Linked DNA regions of Mus musculus: regions 1, 2 and 4 are each linked to region 3. Evidence: chromatin contacts called from public Hi-C, Micro-C and promoter capture Hi-C data. All regions are on one chromosome and are shown on one strand. Each heading gives the region's core, a stretch centred on a gene start, on an enhancer-like site or on the middle of the called end of the contact. The rest is flanking DNA. Distances are from core to core; before and after follow the strand shown. Region 1 holds the start of Rdh10 (retinol dehydrogenase 10 (all-trans)). Region 2 holds the start of Lmbrd1 (LMBR1 domain containing 1). Region 3 holds the start of Mcm3 (minichromosome maintenance complex component 3). Region 4 holds the start of Eloc (elongin C).

The links. Promoter capture Hi-C pulls out the DNA fragments that hold promoters and counts their contacts. Hi-C and Micro-C count contacts between places; a contact is called where the count stands out from the background.
Region 1: a contact with region 3 is called in a Micro-C map of embryonic stem cells, with 10 times the contacts expected there. The contact joins the promoter of Rdh10 here to the promoter of Mcm3 in region 3.
Region 2: a contact with region 3 is called in a Hi-C map of CD4 T cells, with 9 times the contacts expected there. The contact joins the promoter of Lmbrd1 here to the promoter of Mcm3 in region 3. A contact is called at or near these places in 1 of 39 promoter capture datasets (embryonic stem cells) and 1 of 484 Hi-C or Micro-C datasets (CD4 T cells).
Region 4: a promoter capture Hi-C map of cranial neural crest shows a contact between it and region 3. The contact joins the promoter of Eloc here to the promoter of Mcm3 in region 3. A contact is called at or near these places in 2 of 39 promoter capture datasets (cranial neural crest and pre-B cells).

Annotation. Positions count from the first base shown.
Region 1 is chr1:16,103,849-16,107,831 of GRCm38.p6, reverse strand. Rdh10 (retinol dehydrogenase 10 (all-trans)) reads right to left here and starts at 1,950. Exons shown (of 6, transcript NM_133832.3): 1 at 1,526-1,950; 2 at 1-37. The coding sequence starts at 1,814. It overlaps Rpl7 (ribosomal protein L7), which reads left to right and starts at 3,399. Exons shown (of 7, transcript NM_011291.5): 1 at 3,399-3,467. The coding sequence starts at 3,454.
Region 2 is chr1:24,677,124-24,681,507 of GRCm38.p6, reverse strand. Lmbrd1 (LMBR1 domain containing 1) reads right to left here and starts at 2,964. Exons shown (of 16, transcript NM_026719.2): 1 at 2,692-2,964. The coding sequence starts at 2,751.
Region 3 is chr1:20,817,686-20,822,017 of GRCm38.p6, reverse strand. Mcm3 (minichromosome maintenance complex component 3) reads left to right here and starts at 1,706. Exons shown (of 17, transcript NM_008563.3): 1 at 1,706-1,887; 2 at 4,113-4,225. The coding sequence starts at 1,810. It also overlaps the pseudogene Gm20587.
Region 4 is chr1:16,655,269-16,659,398 of GRCm38.p6, reverse strand. It overlaps Eloc (elongin C), which reads left to right and starts at 2,534. Exons shown (of 4, transcript NM_026456.4): 1 at 2,534-2,577. D030040B21Rik (RIKEN cDNA D030040B21 gene) reads right to left here and starts at 1,847. Exons shown (of 4, transcript NR_037998.1): 1 at 1-1,847.

The sequences.
Region 1 (3,983 bases), core at 701-3,200, 4.7 Mb after region 3:
TTACACGGGGGCAGGATTTCCTCCTCACCTTTTCCAGCTGTCCTCAGAAGTCCGGATGAGGGGAGAATGAAAGAAAGAAGGGTTGCAGAAAGTGAGCCACAAGGCAGTCAGTAGGAGAGAAATCATACAAAGCAAAATACTACAGTGAGCTTCAAATTTCTAACACTGTAATGCCTGCCAATAATTCAGCTTACAGCTGCCTTCCTCCCCTGAAAGTCTTTGGGAATTACAGCAATTTACTGGACAACCTTGCTTAGGGGAAAGTCATGTAATTGTGGCAAGTCCAATACAAGTAGACCACATGGGATCAACTTGCTGGAGCTAGACACCTGCAAAGAACTGATCTCAGCCCAGAGAATAACACACATTGCAGATGGGGGTGGGGAGGAAGCTGGTGGCCAGAGAGAGCTCTGCTCTCAAAACAGAAATTCACTTTAAGGCTCACAAATCCAAACTGTAAGCAACAATCTAAACTCATTCAAAGCCAAGCAATGAATGAGCAGTTTCTAATGAAAGAATGCAAGTCACTGGTTTAATTTTAAACTGATTCCCCTAAGAATTAATCTCACAGATAAAGTTTAGAGGTTAATAATATGCAAGTGTACCACATTAGAGTCCAAACAGCATCGAAATCAAAATCTCTTCTCTAAAGCATTGCTTTTAAGATTGGGTAGGGAGCACAAATGCCCAAATTTGTTGCCTCTCCACACTAGCTTTGAAAATGTAACATTTTGAACCTTACATAAAACACACAGCTTCTGGTAAGTTTGGTAACAAATGACAGGTATATGGGAGAATGGAGCCCAAGTCAATTTAGCCACCAATTTTCCTAGAACAGTATCTATAGTGGGTCATGATCTCTACTTAGGCTTTAAAAAAGTTTCAGGCGCAAACTAATTGTTAAACACATAAGATGTAGATTGGGGTGCCTCCAAATCATGAGAGAAATTTTGCAAAAGGCGGGGGGGGGGCGGGGGGGGGCGAGAGAAAGCACTTTCTCAAGAGGAAGGGAAGCACTCATATTTACTCAGGGTTAGTAACTAAAGCACTTACTTAAGGCTGGGGAAACAATGTAATTATTTTCCAGGAGCTAAAGTTATAGTGAAAGGATCTATAGCGCCCAAGTCTAAGCAGCTCAGACCTCACAGAAACAGATAACTGTTTCAGTCCACTGTGGAAACAACTTCTCAAGACTCTCTATCTTCCCATCATGCCACATGCAAATCAGACTGAGAAATTACTTTTGGACCCAAACCTGCGGTAGCAAGTTCCCCCTGTCTTACACTACTCGCAGAGTTTAGGAAACCTCAGCTTGGGACCGAAGAAACAGGATCTCCTATGTTTTGCACGCTTTCAGTCTTCTAACACAGAAAACCTTGCTCTCTTATCAAGGGGCAAATTCCACTCGCCTTCCAGAAGACCAGCGGGGTGTTCCTTTCCGGGAGAGCGAGGCTGCCCATGACACTAGGCAGTGGAGACCCTCCGGGCTGGGGAGATGTTTGACTCAACAATACACAGGCATTACCTTGCAGAGCAGCAGCGTCGGCCGCCTCCAGGTCCCGGTAGATGTGGCGAACCATGCCTGCGGTCTCCTCATTGCTCTGCGTGTTGATGTCCCAGAGAACCAGCAGCGCCCGGCGCCGGGCGAACTCGAGAGCAAAGAGGCGGCCCAGGCCGCTGCCCGCGCCCGTGATGAGGCACACCTGGCCGGCCACGCTCTTCTCCTTGGGCCGCACCAGCCAGCGCGCCGCGGCCAGCACGAACGCCCACAGCACTTTGAAAGTGACCACGAAGAACTCCACTACGATGTTCATCGCGACGCCCCGGGTCCCGCAGCAGCCCAGCACCGTGTCCTCACTCTCCCTGCGCCAGACAGCCCAGCTCCTGGCCCCGGAGGCGCTTGTCACCGCGATCCGGACGCGAAGGCTGCGCCCGGAGTCCGCCCCCGAGGTGCTGCGGGGCTGAATTGCGCGGGGCCAGTTCCGCCCGGGCTCGGCGCAGTGGCCACGGGCTGTGCCTGCCGCTGCTCCCGGCTCGGCGCCTCCTGCTGGCGGCCGCCTGTTTGTCCCACAGCGTCCGTCCGTCCGTCCAGTCCCGCTGCAGCGGCGGTGACAGCCGCGAGTTAGGCGACGCGCGCTGCCCTCATGGCCAAGCCGCCGCCGCCCGAACGTCCCCGGCGCTGCTGCAGCGGCTCCCCGTCTTCCTAGGACAGGGGTGCGCCGAGCGGATGCGTCGGGACGCGGGAGTTGTCAACTTGACTCAAGTTGCGGGAGGGTGCGGGCAGCGCCGGGAAGGGCCGACTTGCGGGGCGCACGCGAGGGCTGCCAACCGCTCGAGCTGCCAGCGCGACTCGGGTCCCCTGCCCTGCACTCGCGCCGCTGTCACTCGGGCACGGGGCCCCGCAGCGTCTGAGCGTTCCCAGCCGGCTCTGAGGTAGCTCCACACTCCGCGCTATATAACCCACCGCCGGGAAGCGCCGGCCGCTGCAGTGGCATCGGCCCTCCCTCAGCTCGGCCCTCCCCGCCCCCGGTCGCACCCCGCCCCCGGCCCAGCCTCCCCTCCCCGCTCGCCCTCCCGCCGGCCGCCCCACCGCGCGGGGCAGCCCCTCTTCCACGACCGCGGCCGAAGGCTCCCGCCCTCGTCGTGCCACTCTTCGCGGCTCACGCCCCCTGCTGAGGGTCGCCGTGGCTTGCGCCTGCCGGGTCCCGCAGCAGCGAACCCCCCCATCCTCCTCGGACCTTCGGGTCATCACTCTTCCCGGTCTCGCTGCTTTCGCCAACCGAGGGACTGTGGACCTGGCGGCCGATGATCAGGCGCTGCGGAAGACAGCCCGGCAGTCGGGCGGAAAAAGGACCTCGGCAGCGCAGCCGAGGTGGGGGAGCAGGGCTGCGTGGCCACGGGCCGCAGAGAGCCGGAGGAGGTGACAGACAGTGATTTCATAGCTCAGCTAGCCGCTGAGGACGTGAAGCCTCATACTCTAGTGAGCCTAATGGGAATCACCGCCGCGAAGGCTGCCCAGAGTGTCGGTCAACGTCGCCCTCCAGCCCCGCGGGTTATGCAGCGACGCATGCTGGGACTTGTAGTTCACATCCCTGAACATGCCTTTTGGGTCCAACGAATTCCGCAGAGCCTGACCCTAGGGTTGTCAACGCAACCTGGAGAAATTAAGCCCAGAGCTGACGAGGTGTCCCCACTCTATTCATTAAAAAAAAAAAAAAAAAAAAAAAAAATGTATTCAGTGCATTTGTTTTCCGATGAGTTTTACCATAAAGTTGGCTGGCCGTGACTAAGCCAAGCTGTTCATTTTGCGCCAGCAAAGTGCAAAAATCTCAATTCTAGATTATTTTCCGGCTTATCTCAGGACAGCTATAAGGCGTGGGGCTTCGCGCCCTGAGACCTTTAAGGAGACAGTGCGCATGCGCCACCTTTCTCTCTTCTTTTCCGGCTGGAACCATGGAGGCTGTTCCGTAAGTCGATTCTTCTCTCCCCCAGAATCCTTCTCCATCCCCCAAACTAGAGGCATTTTGTCTCACTTTTCCTGTATCTGAGTGTAGCCTGGAACCACTGCCTGCCTGTCTGGGTGTTTGTGACGCCGTGTGGTACTAGGAGGGAGTGCGGGGGGCCTCCGCGCGGAGGCCTTGGCAGTACCAGGAGCAAACTGAGGGCAGACTGCGGATCCGGCTACTTGGGCGGAGGTCCGTTCTTCGGTAGAATGTATTCCGCGGAATCATGGAACGAGATCCTTTGTAGCTAAAGTTATCTTAGCCGGCTGCTTACCGGCAGCCTCCTGCATATGGAGCTTGAGACTTGATCGAGGATCAGTGAGTCCTGGAACCCAAAAAGTGTGCAGTACAGTTTTTTCAGTGTGACTTGACAACTTGTAACAATTCACAGGCCAGGACTGATGGCTGGGGTTAGGCATAAATCTCTTTAATGTCATACATGTTTACCTTTAAGTAAGGTGTGTATAACGTGAAGGTTGT
Region 2 (4,384 bases), core at 1,715-4,214, 3.9 Mb before region 3:
ATAATGTCCCACTCTATAGCAAAGTATGATGGTGGTTACCAGACAAGGTTCCTTAAAACTCTTAGAGCTGAAAGCCAATCTTCCTGACACAACAGCATTCTTTATTTGAAAAAACAACTGAAACTAAAGTGACTTAGACTTTGGTTTTTAGTGGTACTTCTCAAATGAACAAAAATGAAATATCACTTACAAAACCTACAGAGGGTTTAACCAGCATAGATGTTGGTGTCAGAGCTGAGCTTGTTCCCAAGACCCATAAATAGAAGGAAGTTGTCCTCTGGCCTCCACCCACACATTGCGGTGCACTCTCTCATGCATGAACACATGCACACACACACCTGCACTGACTCCACCCCAGCCCCAGGAACAACACACATACAAACCATACAAATGAATAAAGTGTAATTTAACATATATTTTTTAAAGATTGATTTATTTATTTCATGTATGTGAGCACACTATCGCTGTCCTCAGAGACACCAGAAGAGGGCATCGGGTCCTCATTACAGATGGTTGTGAGCCACCATGTGGTTGCTGGGAATTGAACTCAGGACCTCTGGAAGAGCAGTCAGCGCTCTTAACTGCTGAGCCATCTCTCCAGCCCTAAAGTGTAATTTAAAACCTCAAGCTTTTGAGTGACATTTAGAAACTTGGAAAGCTTGAACACAGTAGTGTGAGCTTGACAACTTTTCAATACTTAGGACTTCTCAGGACATTTCTGACCAGATCTGTGTTTAATAAGTGTAATATATGATGCTGCCTAATTCAGTATATCCATATTTAGGAGATGAACTGCGAGTTACCACTAGCTCCTAAGTAGCAAACAGAGATCACAAAACAGAGCCAGGAATGGGCAAAAGCTCCCCTCAGCACTTAGTCGGACTCATGGCCTTGAACGTAAGGGAAGACAACGCTCTCGGTTTTAGATTGCACACTGCCACAGAACCTGAAGAAACTGGTATGTGCTAGCTTTTGGTGCAATCACAAAGAACATCTCCAGCTACCAAAACAGTCCTCTACTTCTGACTAGGTTTTGTACACACACTTCAACCAAAATAACTTTCTTGAAGACAGAACGAAAAGCAGACATGAATACAGCTCCTTTCTAATAAGCCAAGCACTAAACAGACTGACAGTAATTTTTGTTTGTTTGGGGGTTTTTGTTGTTGTTTTTTGTTTTGTTTGTTTTTTGAGACAGAGTTTCTCTGTGTATCTGTGGCTGTCCTGGAACTCACTCTGTAGACCAGGCTGGCCTTGAACTCAGAAATCCACCTGCCTCTGACTCCCAAGTGCTGGGATTAAAGGCGTGTGCCACCACTGTCCGTTTAATTTTTAGTAAATCACATTTTGCACCTCGCAACAGTACTTCTCTACTGCCGGGTTGTTCCTGATTCAAGGCCACAAACTATCCAAAGGCTACTTTTCCACTGGCACTTTCTTCCAACAGTATCCTCTCCCAAGTCCTATTTCCCTTATAAAATCATATTTTCTCTTTCAATGCTTAAGATCTCTATTTCCTAACTTATGATCAGCCCCCTCTTAAAAAGCCACTTATTATTTTGTTTGTATCCTCCTAGATAAAACTACTGTATCCACAGTAAAACTACTGTGCTTTAAATGCTTTTTCATTAATCAAGATACTCCAACTCTACGTTCCTGCTGGTAACATGCTTATTTTTCACTAAACATATGGGCTGGGAAAGCCAGTGAATTCTCTCCTAGTACAGGGCTAGATAGCCTCCCTCCAGGACACAAGCTAAGCATGGCCCAGGGCAATGGGATTTGTTAAAGTGAAGGGAGCATGCCAGTACTAAGACTGAATTTAGGGTTCCTGAACATGCAAGGCAAGTGTCGTGTGCGTGTGTGTGTCTGTGTGTGTGTCTGTATCTCTGTGTGTGTGTGTGTGTGCGCGCGTGCGCGCGCTACCTGATGAAAAACTGAAAAACTTGACTACCTGAACAAACTACCCAAGGGTCAGTATAGGGAATCTGAAACACATCGGACGAGTTTCAAAATGCAAACACTAACTGACCATAGGACTGAAGTCTTTGTAGAGTGGGGAAGGATTTGACAATATGAAATGTCATAAGAGAAGCAAACTAAACGAAGTCAGAAAGTAACAACCAGGTCACTCTGAGTCACTACAGTTGGGTTTTGTGCACCCAATGATCAGAGAAGTCTGGAAAAGAAGGCACCTGAGGTCAGACAGGTAATAACCTCCCGCCTGGCCAAGCGGCTCTACAGCGTTCTAAGTGGAATGTAATACCTAGAACGTGACACTCACGTCATCAAGGCAGAATCGCACAATGGGCGCGGGGAAACAAGGGGGGGCGGGGGGGGAAGGAGGCATTTAAACAAATAAACAATTGATTCTGTCAGAGCCCAGAAGCCTGGCCCAGAGGCGGTGAGGACTCCAATTCAAGCCGTGATCACGCCTTTCTCCACCCCGAGGGTCGCTCGTCCCCAAACTCACCCGCCAGCTACATTCTCAGACAAGAGACAGAAGCTGGCTGAAGTTAGGAAGGAGACCGCGGAGGATCAGCGCCTCTTCGCCTTCCTCCGGAGACCCTCGCGGACCCAGCAGAGAGCAGGGCGGGCGAGGAGGGTCCCCGACAGGCGAGGCCAGCGCTGGCCCGCCCTCCTCCTCCTCCCACCCCCTCACCCTGGGAGAACTCGGAGCGCCTCCCCTACCAGGAGCAAGAGGCCGAAGATGCACCAGCCGATCACCAGCTCGGCCGCCGCCGCCGCCATCTTCGCTTCCGGTCCGGATAAGCCCAAAGGGGTGGGGAGGGAAGGCACGGGACGGGACGGGACGGAACGAAGAGGGACCCGGAACTGCGCAGCCTAAAGGTTAAAGGGGCGGAGGGGCAGAGCGGAGGGTTGCCAAGGAGACCCGGCCCGCGAGCGTCCCCTGGCGACCAGCCGAGCCGAGGCGGGGCGCACCCGACGCACCGTGACGTCACCACGCTGCCCGCCCACGCGCGGCCTGCGTGCCACTTGATCTTGCTGGCACTCTAGGAGCTTTACGGAGGCAGGGCTGTGTCTGTGCCTCTGAATGTAGAGTGACATTACGGGTTTTCATTGCTTCCAAAAACAAGGTTTTGATCCCATTATGCAATCAGAAGTCATCCTGGTGCAGGAATGACTCAGAATAAAAGAATGTCATCTGCCCAGATGACTTTATAATTTGCTGATGACCAGGTCACGTCATTGCTTGACGGCACTGTGCTACCACGTGATGTTTCGTTTTGTTTTGTTTTTTCCATCTGCGCGTACCTGTGAATTTCCATGATGGTTTCATACAATTAAAATGTCCGAGTCTATGAACTGTAGGTGCTAATAATATGCTCAAGTGAACAAAACAGAGATTGTTGTAAATCTTATGTGAAGCTGAGGGAAAACCTGGGATGCTTGCCTGGGTCCCGTGGTGTATTAGTGTGTATTTAAATTGAATAAACAAACCCCGGCGTGATATTTAGTTTTGATTGTGGACGTTTGTCTGTGGGCTTGATACAATGCAGAACCATCTCGGAAGACTCAGTGACAAATTGTCTCGAATACATTGTCCTGTGGGCTTGTGAGGGATTTTTTCCTTTAATTGGGCTGAGGTGAGAAGCCCCACCCTGAATGTGGGTGGTAACATTTCCACATCCCTGGACCAGAACTGAAGACTTACTTAGCATGCGTGCATAACTCATTGCTGTGTGCGCTTGACCTTGGATGTGAGTAGCCACCTCTAGTTCCTGCTGTCTATAACATCACCACAACAATGCGCTGAAACCTTGCACTGTGAACCCAATAAACACTTCCATCCTTAGGACACTAAGACACTTAGGATGCAGTCAAAACAGTTTATGGATGAACTCCATCGTCGCTATAGTTTATTCTGCTGTGATATTATTACTCACCTTGGTCTTATTTCTGACTGGAAGTCTGCAGTAGTTAAGGGTTGGGTAGAAGTGTCGAAATGAGAAGAAAGTGGAAACAGAATGTGTTTTATATGAACCGGTCCCATCAGAAACTCTCTGGTGGAAGTGTGTGTCCGTCTCTGAGATCTCATGTGTGTCCCCAAGTGCATCACCAACAAGTCATGCTTGTGCTTTACTTCTTGAGCCAATGCCTTTTAACCCTTCTGTAGTAGGCTTGCTGGTTAGAGGAGATATCAAAAACCACCTGAGACCAGTCATCCCTGTTGTCTTCAATGGCCCAAATCCTCTTTGAAAACGATCACATAATCAGTAATTTTGTGAGCACAAGCTGTTCCTCCTGAAGCTGCATTTCCCTAATTCTGCCATGGAACAAATAACTTACTTTTGCATATTTCCATAGGATTCAGATCCCATTCCACATTGGTATGAATCAGACAACACCTTTCTCTATATCG
Region 3 (4,332 bases), core at 457-2,956:
ATTCTTGGGCTGCATTTCAAACCCAGACTACGAGAACGTGTTCTTGAACGCGACACTAGGCACCAACTGAGACTCCTCTAGGGCTCCACCCTGCACCTTCTTGGTGTCAGTCATTTTAAGCTACAACAACTCATTGAGCATCATCACAGCATCAGCCACCACCTTGGCAAAGAAGGCCTTCTGCTGGGAGATCAGCTTGGAGCTCAGGGCTTGGAGCTCAGGGCTGTCACTGCACACTTCCCTAGCATCTTCCTCTCTTCTACTTTATCTTGCTTCTTTATAGTCACAGCTATCTCTTTGATTTTGGGTGGCTGTGCAGAAAGCTCAGATGATGATCTGAGGGCATAACCCTTCCTTCACACAGGACTTCACCTGCTTCAGAAACTCCTCAGCCAGCAGGATCACCACGGTGGTGCCATCACTAGTGTCAGTGTCTTCGGATCCGGCAATGTCCACTAAAGTCTTTGCTGCAGGATGTCCACCATCGAGGAGTTTCAGAAGTAGAAATTGTTGTTTTGCCTTGGCCATCCACAATAAGTTGCCATGAGGACCCAGGGTGGTCTTATAGCCCCAGCAATCACTTGGCAAACACAGACAATGTTACTCACGAGCTGTTACTCATGAGTTGAGGAATGCCTTGAGAGCTATCAGTCCCCTCTTTCAACAGGATAACATGGTGGGCATCATCTTGGAAGCGGCATCCGGTACCCATAACTCATCTGTTCTCCACTTCAGGGTCGCCCACTCCAAGTGTTTTCTTTGGGCTGGAGACAGAAAAAAAGGAAGTACTTTGTATACTTTGCAATGCCTTGATTTTGACTGTTTCTGCATGCTGCTTTCCAGGCAGCCTCTTAGCAATTATTTCACCTTGTAAATCAGCCTTGGCCCATTAGTGCCTAAGGCAGAAAGCCAACAGATAGCAAGCAAAGCAAGCATGTGAACAGCAGTGGAACCCTTAGATATACTAACTATGCTTTTTTTTTTTTTAACAATCTGATTTTCTGCTTATCTATCTCATGACCTTGTGAAAGTGGGGAGAAATACGAATTATATATCTCTGTGTCTTCAAGGTTACAGATCAAGATACAGCAAATCAAGGCTGTGTTAAAGGCAATAGCATGATTCCGTGAATAAAATTTGTCTTTACACCATTTCTAACTTGCTCTTGGAATACTAGTGATGGCTTACTGGAGAATTTTGAATTCAGATTCCTCATTTTGTATAGGAGGAAATGAAGGCTAGAAGACAAAGTGTGTTAGAATCAATAATATGGAGGCTAAAGAGATGGGTCAGTGGGTATCCTGTTCGTCTTTCAAAAATACAAGGTGGAGAAAGATTGAGGAAGACACCGGATATCAACCTTTGGCCTTCATTTGTACCTGTGCATATGGGGTGCAAACTTAGACCTCCCCCCTCAGTAAATCCTAACTTCCGATTTGACAAAACTTCCTACAGGCAAAGAAAAAAAAAAAAGAAAAGAAAAACAGGGGGTGAGGTGGGAAGGACCACAACTCCCAGAATGCAGTGCTTCCTAGCCTTCCTGTTGCTCAATTTCCAGGGGGTGGGTTTTGAGCGTCCTCTCTGTACCATTGGTCAGACTTCCTATTAGGGCGGAGAAAGTGACCATTTCTCTCCAATCCAGGCACGGAATGAAAGGCTATTGAAGTGGTTAGCCAATCATAACGCGTCTCTGCTCCATGCTTCCTCCACCATAAACTTCCGTGGCGGGAAAACTTGGGAAGTTTTGGCGCCAAGGCGGTGTCACGCGTTTCCGGACTGTTTGGTGGCCGGCGATTTCGGAGCTGCGACATGGCGGGCACAGTAGTGCTGGATGATGTGGAGCTGCGGGAAGCGCAGAGAGACTACTTGGACTTCCTGGATGACGAGGTGAGGCTCGGGCCGCGAGCCCGGTGCTGGGGTCCCGCGGGTGACCGGGCACGGCTGAGGGGGTTCCCGCGGGTGACCGGGCACGGCTGATGGGGTTCCCGCGGGTGACCGGGCACGGCTGATGTGGTCCCCGCGGGTGACTGGGCACGGTGCTGGGGTCCCGCGGGTGACCGGGCACGGCTGAGGGGGTTCCCGCGGGTGACCGGGCACGGTGCTGGGGACCCCGCGGAGGACCAGGGCCGCTGATAACTTCTTTTCTCTGCAACTTCCTGTTATCTTTTTTTCTCTCCTAAAGATGTACCTCCAGATTTTAAAAGTTACATTCTTTTCATGTATTAGTTTCGTTATGAAATTTCATAAACACATAATGTATTTTGGTCATATTTCTTTCTTATCACTCCCTCTTATAATTACTGCTACTGATCCCCATAGCCTACTTGACATGGTACCCAGGCCTTGTGCTTGCCGTCTTCCTCTGAGCAGCCTATTTTTCTTGAAACCTCTTACATTAGGATATGTTAACTATACATACGGGTTACATTATGAAACTTCATAAGCACATAATGTATTTTGATCATTTTCATTTTCTCATTATCTCCTCTTGTCATTTTCTTGCTCCTGTATATCTTCATGAGTTACTAGGGTTTTCTCCAAAGTAATTTAGTTTGTCTCTAAATTCATGTGTTCCCCCCAAACCCCACACAACTTGCAAGGAGACTGGTCAGGTGTAAACAGGCTCTTCTTTGGAAAAGCTAATGTAACTGGCTCAGAGCCCTCAGATTTAATGACTGGCCTGATGCTGGTGAGGGTAGGAGCGAGACTAACAATTTATGACAGCTCTCTTTTTAGTGAATCAAGTGTTTTGTATGCAGGTAAAATGGGTTTAAGTGTAATCCAAAATTTAAAGCTATAGGATGTTGATGAGCCCTGGAAGTTTGTTGATCAATGAAAAGCAATTTAAATTTGAATTTTAAGAGTATTTAAATTACATTTCAAATATACATCATGATTTTGAAATATGTCTACAGTCAGGTGTGCTAACATCCAGATTTTAAAGTTAAATTTTCATATTGCAAGTTTTTTTGTTTGTTTTTACTAAGTCTTTAAGACTTAGGCCATTCTAATTCCCAATTAAAATGTAAGCATATAGGAGAACTGTTAATGATCATGATAGTATGTGATAGGGCATGCTGGACAGGAGGAAAGGGTTGTCTGCAGCTGTCTACTTCCTGGGCACCGTTGAGACATATATCAACATGCTGGCATCCTCATGTGTAAGTGACATAGTGGCTAGTGTCATCTTTGCTGGTGTAGGCTTTAAGTAGCTCCCAAGTCCCTGCTTAGGACTTTTGAATACCTTTATGCTGACCTCCCATGGTATAAATAGAACCCTCCCCCACCCCCACGATCAGTAACCCCTTTATAAATTGAATGCTCAGTGGTCCTTAATGCTCTATTGATAGAGACAGCAGGTGTGTTCTCCTTGTCCAGAAAGGCATACACCTGTTTTATAATGTAGGAAAGAACATTTTTCCGCTGAAAGACAGAAGTACGTTACACCAGAGGGCAAGAACACAGAACTGACCACCCAGCCTTTATGTAATATGTCCTTAAGTACCCCCAAGTTCTTGATGCAGTTGTAGACCCCACTGCTGAGCTTGCCTGCCTTCTGACCTTCTAATATTACTGGAATCCCTTAGATTCAGGACAGGCTTACTCTCACTCGACGATACCCCTTTCTACCAGTGTTTACAGCTTGTCACTGTGTACCCATCTGCTTGCTTGTTCTTTTGGCTGTTGCTCTTGAAGGAATCTTACTCTGTAGCCTAGCTTTGGACTCAGAGGTGATCCTCCTGCCTCCGATGCCTGAGTGCTGGAATTGTAGTTTAGCTCCATGCTCTACCTGAATTCAATTTTTCCTCTTTGTATCTCCTAGGCAGCTTTAGAGATCCAAGCTTGCTATGAATAAAACCAAGACCCTGTAGAAAGGGGACCCTCAGTTTCTTAGGTGACATTGACTTTATGATTCTTAGAGTCTCTTAATAGATTGTAGGTGAGGTCTGAGGCCAGCGGGTGAAAGGGGGAGACTGAAAAACAGACTTTGCGTTCATCTGGGCCCAGAGGTTTTGTTTCCAGGGTTGCTTCTGGTCTGAAACACATTTGACTTGTGTCCTAATTTAATATGTCAAATCACTTGTTCAATATGTCTTATTGGCGCTTCGCAGGAGGACCAAGGCATTTACCAGAACAAGGTTCGGGAACTGATCAGTGACAATCAGTATCGGCTGATTGTCAGCGTGAATGACCTGCGCAGGAAGAATGAAAAGAGGGCTAACCGGTGAGCCGTGACAGGGTTTCCCGGGGGCCCGCTGCTTTGGAGGGAGAGAGGAAGGCATCCTGTTTAGATTGGGAAGACCTAGAGTGCATGGGCTTCACCTACATACA
Region 4 (4,130 bases), core at 1,285-3,784, 4.2 Mb after region 3:
TACACAGAGAAACTCTGTGTGTGTGTGTGGGGGGGGTTGTCCTTAATACCTGACTTTGTTGTGGGGGGGTGCTAATAGCTGAGAGTTCAGGCCCCATATTAGACAGAAGGTCACTCTTTGAACAAAACAAAACCAGCTTCCAACCTCAAAATATGGAAAACAACATCAGCATCATGGCTAGGGTTGGCATATGTGTATCTATAGGAAATCTACTAGTAACATTGAGCTTTAGCAGAAAGACACTTAAAATTAGTGATACAAAACAGGTTAGGTTAGTGGTACTGATTGCTTTGAGAGTTACAGAGCCTTTCTTAGCTCTTGGTGAGCTTAACGGAGCAAGAGTACCTGAAGATCAAAGCTTGCCAAAGTCATCTCAAGCCATTTCTCATACCCTCAAACGGGAAGGAAACTGGAAAAGGAGTGAGCAGAGAATATGTACAATTCTCTTCCTTCCTCTCTGGCTTCTGTCCTTGGGGCCAGAGAGCAACTTCCAATAATCCTGCACTTAATATCATCTCACTCTGGCTTGAATTGATTCATTTCACCAGTAGCAGAGAAACAAACAAACAAAAAAGACCCAACCAAAAACCTATCGCAGTTGTCTGACCTAGTTCCCTTTTCTGTGTCCTTTTAGAAGGAATCCATGGGACTGGGGAGATGTCTCGGCAGTTAAATGCTCACTGGCTTTTCTTCCATAGGTACTGAGTTCAACTCCTAGCAACCACATGGTGGCTCACAACCATCTATAATGGGATCTGGTGCTCTCTTCTGGCATGCAGATAGAGCACTCATACATAAAAACACAAATAATAAATAAATACATAAATCTTAAAAACAAATAAAATTATGCCGGGCGTGGTGGCGCACGCCTTTAATCCCAGCACTTGGGAGGCAGAGGCAGAAGGATTTCTGAGTTCAAGGCCAGCCTGGTCTACAGAGTGAGTTCCAGGATAGCCAGGGCTATACAGAGAAACCCTGCCTCAAAAAAACAAAAACAAAAACAAAACAAAACAAAAAACAGAAACAAAAAAAAAAGAAAAGAAAAAGAAAAAAAAACAAATAAAATTTAAAAAGCAAACAAATAAATCTTAAAACAAACCAACGGAATCCTGAGCCAGCCGCATGAACCTATCCTTGGTTCTTTAGTCAAGATATACGATGGAAGTCGGGCCCACCCTTACTGCCTAAAGGGAGACTCAGGTCTCACTTAGTTTTTTCATATTTTTTTCTTTAGTTTTATCTTCTGCTACCAAATGCCTCTTTTACTATGAAACTACTTTGAATTATGGATACAACCAAAACACTTTCATTATTTCTCCAAAGCCTTTGAAAATTAATTCAAGGCCGCAGCTATATTTTTGCTTTCAATTCCATAAAAGCATACATAGCTGCCAAATCAAATAAAGCAAAAACACAAACACAAACAAACAGACAAACACTTTCAGAGCAACCCATGGTAGGCAACACCTGTCGTTTCAACACTTTGAGGCTGAAACAGAATTATAAATTGGAGTTGGAGGGCAGCCAAGGATTACATAGGGAAATTACTGTGCCTGATGGCTAAGGAAGGAGATAGAATTGTCCCCAAATACATAGCTAGTCTGGGACTCGTAGTTCCAGGGTAACACTGAAATACCCTGTCTCAAAAATTCAAAAACAAAACCCTTTGAGAAGTTTCAGAAATTCCAAATAGCACATACATACTATACTTCCTTTTGTGGGATACTATTACACAGCTGCGACTGATTAACTGAGTATCTTGAATCTAGGTTTTCAAGCCCACTCCATGAAAACAGCAGAGAGGAAACTTAACTGAGCTGCTTTTCAGCTTTCTAGGAAAGGTGCCTAGGTAACCACGGAAAAGCCAATGAAAAGGTTTGGTTGAGGGGGGCGTGGAACTGGGGAGGTGAGGAGCAGAAATAATGGGCCCTGATTTAAGTAATGGTGATAGGCAGCGAGAACTGGACGGGTGGGCGTGGCATATTTCAGTAAACACTGACCTATATCGGGAAGAGAGGAAATGAGGCAAACACATTGGGAGCTTGTTAAGATGCCCGTTGATGTGTATTACTTTAAACAAAGAGGTTGAGACAAGCTTTAAAGACATCAAAAATTTCAGCGCTACACAGAAAACCACAAGTCCCAAGATGCAGTGTCACTTCGGACCAAACACTAGCCGAAACCTTGTAAGAAACTACATATCCCAGAATGCACTGCTGCCTCGCCGGCTCAGCTTTTCTCGGCAGAAATTGGATCCGGATGGCGCTGCATTCTGGGAACCAAGAAGTCCTAGCATCTCATTGGTTGGGATTTGGTAGCGATGTCTCTTAAATGGGCCTGTTTTACTGCCCACAACGCACTTCCTCCAGACGCAAGTTACCGGCAGATCGCGTCTCGGCCTTGCCAGGTACCAGTCTCCCGCGCGTTACAGAAAGCGGCTGTGACGCGACGGAAGTAATTCCTTTCTGTGCCCCGGAACCCACAGGGGTAGGCCGCTGGGGGTGGGAGGGGGGCGGCCCTGAATAGGGGCTGTGGCGGTACGTGGGGTTACGGCTGCGGTAGCTGCGGGACTGGCTAGTGAGTGTCGGGCTATGGTGGGAATCGGGATCTGATTTCGCTAGGAGAGTTAGTGCGGCTGGGACTGGATGCTTTAGTTATCCCTCTGCTCACCCCTTCCCGTCTGGGCGGGGAAGGAACGGAAGCTCTGAGTCTCTCCGGCCTCCCCAGCTCCTGGCTTGGGGGAGGGGAGAGGAGTTTGGCGGGACCTTAACTAGCTCAGCTCGGTGGGTCTGGAAAGGGGAGAGGACAGGAGGTGCGGGCTGGCTGGGCCTCCTCCAGGCTGAGCGCGGGGAGGGTGGAGTTAAGAGCATGGCAGCCGGATCGCTTTTCCGTTTTGCCTACCTCATGTGCGCTTGTATTTGTTTTACTGTTAAAATCAGTCGCTAGACCCAGGAGAGAGCCCTCGCCGCTTTAAGCTATAGGACCCTGAAAGAAAGTTTACCTTCTGGACAACTTGGGTAATTTCTGCCTGGCTGGGTACATTGGCTCATTTGTGCATCTATCTACCTCTCATTTTTGCCTGAAAGGAGTTATCTAGTGCCAGGTACAGTGCCCATTTATTTAGTTTCCCTTAAGGAACTCTTCAGTTTTGTGAGCATGAAAGTTTTGTCATTTAGTGCAAGCATGCCTACTCTGCACTTTCTAGTGTAGAAAGCAATTGAAATAGTTTTACAACTTGGTCCATACTACCAGATCTGCTTCTTAGTCCCAAATTGAATTTTATTTTCTGTTAAGTGGTCTAAGATGGTAAATACTTGATCTCGTTTATATTATGTGTTATTAAGCCGTCGAAGTTCACAAGTGGATTTAATCTTCAGTGATGAGTAAACTGTTGTGGTTTTATATCATGGATGTTTGTTAATTTATAGTAATTTGGGGTTTCTATATTTCTATTTATCAATTTTTTGAGTACTCTTGGATGACATGGAAGTTGTACTCAGTAACTCGTCTGGTCTAAATGTGTGGCCCACCAGGCCTATCTCCCAGTTGTTAGTTTTAAAGGTGTAGCCGCCATGCTGGCTCTTATCTTTTCAACTTGCTTGGATTAACCTTGGACCTCAACTACACTGAGTCCGCACTCTTGTGTGCCACTACTCCATATCTTCATCCCCCTATTTAATTTATAAATGGCTTCTCATCCTTCATATGATATTTCTCTAATTACCAGACTGGGTCGGTAATTTGATGTAGCATGTTTGCCTAATGTCCAGAGACCCTGGGCTGGTTCTCCAGCATCACACACACACACACAAGAAATGTTGGTTTATTACCTCATAATGCTATTTTTTAAAAAAATCCATTTCTTTTTTGAGACTTGTAGCCCTTGCTAGCCTGAAACTCGACCATGTATACTTGCATGGCCCGTATGCCTCTGGCTTCCAAGCACTGGGATTGAAGGAGTAGATCACCACACCCAGATGGTATCTATTTCAAATGGAGAAAATCTGCTTCATTGCTAGATAAGATAGGAATGCTGCAGTGTACATAGGCAATGGTATAGAAGCAAGGTGATAGTTTACTTCTCTGTATACTAAGTTCTTAAGAAATTGCGCAGATCTTCGTCTTATTGC